2 separate regions of the Sus scrofa genome follow, and region 1 is linked to region 2. Evidence: chromatin contacts called from public promoter capture Hi-C data. All regions are on one chromosome and are shown on one strand. Each heading gives the region's core, a stretch centred on a gene start, on an enhancer-like site or on the middle of the called end of the contact. The rest is flanking DNA. Distances are from core to core; before and after follow the strand shown. Region 1 overlaps ARL15 (ADP-ribosylation factor-like protein 15). Region 2 holds the start of MOCS2 (molybdenum cofactor synthesis 2).

Region 1 (3,663 bases), core at 403-2,902, 990 kb after region 2:
ACGCTCCATGTGGGCATTTCCGTCCTTCCAGCTCCCTAACATCAGTGATTGAGACTTTCAGAGGGTTTGGGTCATATTTATTTATTTATTCTAAACCCTCATGTCTCTCACTTTCCACGCAGGAACCGGTGACTCTAGCATAGCATAGTAGCTGTGACCCCACATTGGAAGGAGGTAGGATCAAAGGCAGCCTGACCAGACTTGGGAAAACATTTCCACCAAGAATGGACATACTGCCTGTCAAAAGGTTATTCCCACCGCGTTGGGACAGCAGATCACGTTACTGCAGAGTAACAACATGAAAGGGCAAAATCTGGCTAGAGTCACCCACATACATGTTTTTCTTTCCAACAAGGGCAAATGGGAGACACCAACCTGAACAGAACATCCTTCTTATCACTTGAGGGTGGGGAGGGGTGGGGGTGGGGAGGGTGCCTTTCCCTAATCAATACAGCCCCTGAGCTGCAGACACTGTTGAATTCCTTTTATATTTTCCTCCTCATTCAGAAACAGCTCACATTCAGCAAGACTTTTCTGTCTTAAACTTTTTTTTTTTTTTTTTTTTTTAAATCCGAGCAATCACAAGCTATATTCTGTGGAAGACAAAATAACTTTGGAGGCGTAAATCTTAATGTCAATGACAGGAAGGCTTTGGTGAACCATTACCATAAATCTGACAAACGCTAATTTGATGGGTGGCTGTATCTGTCTGCTGCACGGCCAGTCTAGACAGTCTATTGAGAAATCCTAAAACACAACTGTTTGTTCCCTGTAACACCATCTGGATATGGCAATAAGCGCCGACCCAGCGCCATTCACACATGGATCAAAGCACATGCTAATGCTATCATGAAGTCATACACATAAAAAATTCAATCTGAGAACTCGAAGCAATTTTCCTAAGTCTTCAATGAAGAAACCCCAGACTTAGTGCGACTCAAGCTAAGTGCATGGCGGGGGGAGAGGGGGGGAAAAAAGGAACCGAATATTTAATGAGCTTGGGCGTCCAGAGGAATGTTAGGCCACCCATTGTATTGGAAAAGGCTCATGTCACACTTCAGTCATGGTACCCGTCAGGGTGCCCCTTTACAAAAATTGATCTGAGGACCTTTGTAATTACCTGTTTCAGCCGGGGAGGCGGGTGGGCAGAGCAGATTCAGGACGAGAAATAAAAGAAGGGATCCAAGGTGTAAATCTCACATTATATTTATTAGTCTGAGCTGGCAGAAATTTTCAATATCGCACACAATATTAAAAACCTTTCTCGTTAAACAGCACTGTGGCATTAGATCAAAGAATCAAGGGCCTCCTATTGAACTCCTTTAAATATTACAAACATAAGAGCAAGTCTGGCTGTGCATAAAATAGAAACAAAGCCAACTTTTTTGTCCACTCTTATCCTATAGCTGGCTGGAGAGAAACGGGGCTTGAAAAATCTCCATCGCAAGTGGAGGGGGATGCCTCTCGAGGTAATTAACAAGGCAGAAATGAGCTGGGTCTGGTCTTCCTGAATTCTCTTCCACAGGAAATTTTCCCTCAATATGTTACCCCTTCAAAACTTTAAGCTACTCTATCAAAATGTATCACTCAACAGCACCGCTTCAGTTGCAAACCATCCCGGCACTGCTTAATCCCCGCCACCCTGTGAGCCAAATTTCCCTGGGAGATGGGAAACTGCCTCCACCCGGAGTTTCACTCCACTGTGTACTCCTACGAGCAACTGATTTATTTGCTTCTCGGCTGGCTCGTGTCTGATGGAAGAACGTGACTAAAACCATCTTATGAATCTGTTATTACTACCTTCATCTGTTTGCCGGGAGACGCTAAATATGTTATGTCTCCAATGTTCACATACTTTAGCAGAAGCTACACACAATTTCCAACCAACATGTTTTATTTTACAGCAGTTATGGTAGTTGTTTCTACATCGTGTGTGTATGTATGTTGTGTGTGTGTACACACACACACACGCACACCCCGTAAATGAATCTTTAAAATCTACTCATCGTGCCATGGGCTTAAAAAGATCCTAACAAAACCTGGCAGGAATTACATACCATCACTAGGCGCTCCGGCTATCACAGGTTGTGGCTCATGGGGCAAATTTCCCGTTTATGTGGTCGTTAAGACCACTGGTATAGCCACATAAACTAAGCAGAAAATGAGAAGGGAAACAGAACACTGAGACTCAGCAGCATGCAGATGTTTTCTTTCTACTCTACCTGCTAAAGCCTTTAACGGTAATAGAGAATAAAACATCACATTCCAGTTTTTTTAATGTCTTGAAGCCAAACAAACAAAAAACAAAAATACCCAAGCCAGACTAGTCTATAATCATTCGTTTCATAATTCTAGATACAAATTCAGTTAAAGAGACAAAGAGTGAGAGAAAATGCAAGATAAACAGCTAAGCCCTCATTTTCTTAAAATTTAGTTTGGTTTGAAATGAAGACTTCTCCCAAAGTAATTCACGAAACAAAATATATTTATCTTCTTCTCAACTGGAGTATTAGTAACATAATGCTTTTGCTTCTTAAAAAGAAAATCTACCACAGTATGAGTTCTTTCCTAAAAATCTCTTAAAATTTTAAAAATTCAGGAAATATAATAATGGCTAATCAGCTGTGCAAGTCTCCATTTATATAACTATATATTGTTATTTTCTATTCAACCTGAAGTAGAAAAATTATTAAAATGTAATCTGGAACACAAAGAAAAATGGAACAGCAGCTTAGTTTTCTGCACTGCATGTTTCCCCTGAGGGATCTGCAAAAAACCTTAAATGAGACGATAACCCACCCTTCCCCAAAGAAAGCCTTATTCCCTGAACTTCCCAATAAATAAAAAACTGTCAAGACATTAGCTATTTTGGTCTATGAGTTAGTTAATATACACCAAGATACCTTAACAGGATTCAAAAGCATTTCATTTGCAAGGCATATGTGTAGACCCATAGAAATAAAAAAGAAATACCATGTACACACATGCACATCTCAGATGATCCACCATAATTATCAGATGTTATCCTAGATAAAATTCAGGAGAAAAAGAACTGTGAACAAAGTAAGTGAGAAATTATAATCACTCGTTAACCATTTTATACATTTATATAGACTGTTTTTACAAATACAGTTAAAATCTGTATGTCATTCCCCATGTTAGACTATTTACAACTGATCATCGTGTTGTCTACCAGTAACGGCTCTCTTTCAGGCTGTGGCTATAATTCTGTAAGTTTAAAAGGGGGGAAAAAAAAACCACCCAAACATTGCTTAATGTAGCTAATCAAGCATTTTCAAAAGTTAGACTGGGGATGCAACACTGGGCAGTATTTGATGTGATTTTTAAGTGTTGCAGTGGAACAGTACTGCCATCTATTGTCAACTGTATAATAGTGCCTATGGAGCGCCCATATGCCCCAGAGCAGGCGCCCGTTACAGCTGACCTAAGGAAGCCTTCTTTAGACACAGGGAACCAAAAAGAAATCTGAAGTCAGAGGGCTCACAGTTTTACCTCCGACTTTACAAAGATAACATCTTTCCTTTTTCCCTTTCAATGTATAAAAGAGCTGTAATTCTTTGGCTAATTCTTGAAATTTTAAAACACAATGACCTCCAAACTAACTTAGTAACAAATACTCAGCCAAGAACATGTTCATACTCT
Region 2 (3,750 bases), core at 951-3,450:
AAAAGGAGTTCCCGTCATGGTGCAGTGGTTAACAAATCCGACTAGGAACCATGAAGTTGCAGGTTCGATCCCTGGCCTTGCTCTGTGGGTTAAGGATCCAGCATTGCCATGAGCTGTGGTGTAGGTTGCAGACGCGGCTCGGATCCTGCCTTGCTGTGGCTTTGGCGTAGGCTGGTGGCTACAGTTCCGATTAGACCCCTAGCCTGGGAACCTCCATATGCTGCAGGAGCGGCCCTAGAAAAGGCAAAAAGACAAAAAAAAAAAAAAAAAAAAAAAGGAAAATTTCTTAATCAGCACATGCCCTCCCCAGGAACTTTTCACCTAAGTACACAAGTAGTGGGACAGAGGCCTCATGTTTCATCAATTGTCAGGGCACCTTAAAAACTTGGATATGAAATCAAGAAGGAATAATTTTCTTTTTGAACATACACTGCAAATTACCTTTTACACTGTACTAAGACTTCCAAGTTAAACATCCACTCGGACTTAAGTGACTCTAATAATATTCCTGAAACACGTTCACATAAGCTACCTTTATATATTTTGTTTCAAAAAAACCAATAGCAGTAAAACTGTACGTTTTCAAGAGCCATAAAAAAAAAATCAAATATTGCAAAAATTCAAATTCAGCAGCACCTAATGTTTGTTCTTTTTCTTTGAATCTTAGAAATTTCTATCTTGAGCTCTCTAAAAACAGGGTGGGACAAAAAAGTTTAAAGCACACATTTTTAACAGAATTTATAACATTTTCACTTAACGTTATAAAAATGTAGAATATTCATTTTCAGTATCTTGTAAATTTTAAAAACAAATATAATCATGTCCTTTTGGGAGTATTCCAACTCACTATGTTTTTTCAGTAAAATATCTTTAAACTTTCTGAAGAAATCTTGTGTTTTTAAATATTAGAACTTAACTTTTCAAAAGTAACTCCAGAAAAATACAACTAATGATCCTCTTGACATTAAGCATGGAAATCAAAATTTACTTTTATCATTTACTCACACATTTTTAAATTTTAAAAGTGCTAATCATATACATTCTATAAAATTTTAACTACCCAGGATGGCGAGTTTCTATCTCATTCCACAGCTGCAATGCTTTTATTTCTTGTGGCACAGAAATGGTCTCTGAGCGAATTCCTGCTATTTCAGCACTTTTTGCAAAATACAACACTTCAACCTGAAAAGAAAGAAAATATTTTTAACTATAACAACTCGTAGTTCTTTCCTAGCTGTCCATGACTGGTTTTTTCTGTTTGTTTGTTTTATTTACTACTTTAACCAAATAGACTTTATATAAGTTAGAGAAAATTAAGTGCCCACAAAAATTTCAGTATATCTACAAGTTCAAATTTTGAAAAATTTTTGTTTTTAGTAAAATTCTAATTTCCAGATGCTTTTTAGTTCTATAAATGTATGTGTGCCACAACTAAAATCCTAACAATATCTTCTTAGAAACCATGAAGTTAGGTCTTTAACTGACATAAAATTACAGCACCTTTTATAAATACTTAAGCAATGAACAAATGTCTGAGTCTAGATGAATTACACAAAATAAGTAACCAAATAAGTGCAAGATATATATTTCATGGTTGTCATGTGACCTTTGATTCCAGTCTACATTACACTGAACCCAGCTGTTCAGGATTAAGTTATGCAACATACAAACCCTGATATTTACAAAAGCAGATGGGTCTGAAATACAGGATTAACTGGTTATTTTCTAGGACAAACCTATGCAAGCAGCCTGATATATCTAAGGGATCCGACCACATAAAATAACCCACCTGTCACTCAGAGCAAATTATTCTCTACCAAATAATCAGAGGGTTGGCAAAAACACAGATTTCATCATAGAAGGCTTAGTTAAGTGCATTTCTTTTTTAATTGAAAATTCGATTTCTTAAAAACGAACAATCTGACAAGGAAGGGCAAAGATAGCTGGTGCCTTTAGAAACCAGCTGGTCTTCCACACCGTCACGCAACAAGAGTTCGCGCAATGGACTTGACCTTCCTTGAGAAGGCCAGAACAAAGCCTCTGAAGCCAGGAGGGGCCAGTGCGGCGGTGGCAGTCGCCGGGGTCTGGCTGAGCAGGGCCAGGTCTGTGGAGGGGAGGAGCAAGGAAAGACACTTCTCAAAGTGCTCTCCACCCTTACCTGGCACCGTGGCACCATTCCGCCAAGAAACCCTCGCCTGGTACCCTGGCCGCGGAGGCGGAGGCGCCTAGTCTACAGAGTGCGCAGGCGCAACCTGCTGACCCCTTCCGCTCTAGCAGGGCATGCGCAGAGCTAGCTCCGCCCCGCTGTCCTCCCCGTGGCGCTGGTGCCGCCGACCGCCCAGCGAAATGCTTGGTATCCGTTCTCTTGTGGATGGGCAGTGGTGCTGAGCGAAAGCTATGCGTGTCGCTAAGTGGGAAAAGAGCTGACAACTCATGCCTTTCTCATAGGACGAGAGTCCGAGGTGCGAGAGAGCAGCCCCCGAACTTTCGTAGATACCTGCTAAATGAGTTAAGCAAGTTCGGCTTTTCAGTTCACTCACCTGTAGGGTTCTGATGTTTTATATCTACTCTGCCTTCTGGTTTATGATTACTGTTTCATAAAGACTTAAAGCATTCAGCGTATCTTGACATTCGAACTGTATCAAATTTACACTTTTCCTGTTTACTAGCTGCTTAATTTGTCCGCACACTACATCTAACGTCTCCAACTTTTTACCAAGACCTCTTTTAAATTACGTAGTTATGTGGATATAAATTGGCGGCCCTTGGAGCTCACAGTTCTGGAGGTGAGATAGTCATAAGCCAGCGATGGTAACTCAGTACACCAAATGTAACACTAGGGGTACATGTTCGTGGAGGGGGAGAGTGAACCATCACCTGAGGAGTGTTCTCCAGCAAGTCCTCTTGGAGGGAAATGCTTGAGCTAAATCTGCTGTAATGAGCAGCAGCCAAGAGCAGAGTGGGAGAGGGAGGTACCCTGTACCAAGCCAGAGGCATATAAACTAGCATAATGAGGCAGGGTGGCGTGTAAGGAAGTAGTTGGATATGAGGCTGGAAATATCAAGTTGTAGCCCATGGCAGGAGAAATACCAACGTATATTCTGGAAAAAATTGCTAAACATCAAGAATAAAGACATGTTCACATCCAGGTAGTAAAACAAACGAATGTTAACACTGAGCTTAGACTTGTCTGAGACATCTTATGCCAGAGGATGGTGAGGTGCAATATCTAAAAAATGCTGAGCACAAACTCATGATCCAAAATATTACATACAGCCAAACTAGTGTTGATAAAGGCCAATGCTTGACACTCCTAAATCTGCAAAAGTTCAAAAAAATACAATAATGAAAAGCCCTTCTTTAAAAATCTCCCTGGGTAAAAATCCAGTCAATTGAGAGCGTTAATCAAACTTTAAAACTCAGTCCTAAGGAACTTAATGGTTAAAAAAAAAAAAAGCTGGAGGTGAGATTTTAATCCATTTAAATACACAACAAAAACAAATGTGGGATTATGGAATAAAATGTGACATCAGAATATTTTTTTTAAACTGCCTCAAATTGGAACATGTAGTTAACAAAACACTGAATCAAGTCTGTTAATCGTTCTTGCAGTCTTGTTAAATTTAGAAGGATCTTTTGGGGTAAATATGTCTTGTGAATAAGTAATCTGATAATTTTTAATTCCTCCAGTTTCACTTCAGTTATTTTGTAAATAAAAGTAAGGTGAAAATGAAGTAAAATCTAAAAAGA

What was found. Promoter capture Hi-C pulls out the DNA fragments that hold promoters and counts their contacts.
Region 1: a promoter capture Hi-C map of fetal skeletal muscle shows a contact between it and region 2, with 14 times the contacts expected there. The contact joins the enhancer-like site here to the promoter of MOCS2 in region 2. A contact is called at or near these places in 3 of 5 promoter capture datasets (fetal liver, fetal skeletal muscle and liver), 21 of 47 Hi-C or Micro-C datasets (adipocytes, alveolar macrophages, brain and 14 more) and 2 of 2 datasets of contacts at active chromatin or transcription factors (alveolar macrophages and skeletal muscle).

The regions. Positions count from the first base shown.
Region 1 is chr16:33,452,964-33,456,626 of Sscrofa11.1, forward strand. All of the region lies in intron 1 of ARL15 (ADP-ribosylation factor-like protein 15), which reads right to left. Among named protein-coding and RNA genes, the nearest start is that of ARL15, 120 kb to the right of the region's middle. Within about 2 kb of position 1,653, at least 6 of the 83 cell types and tissues checked have an H3K27ac peak or open chromatin away from gene starts, as enhancers often do. A contact at or near this core is called in fetal skeletal muscle and skeletal muscle, where this site is marked.
Region 2 is chr16:32,460,091-32,463,840 of Sscrofa11.1, forward strand. MOCS2 (molybdenum cofactor synthesis 2) reads right to left here and starts at 2,201. Exons shown (of 7, transcript NM_001244725.1): 1 at 2,159-2,201; 2 at 1,061-1,182.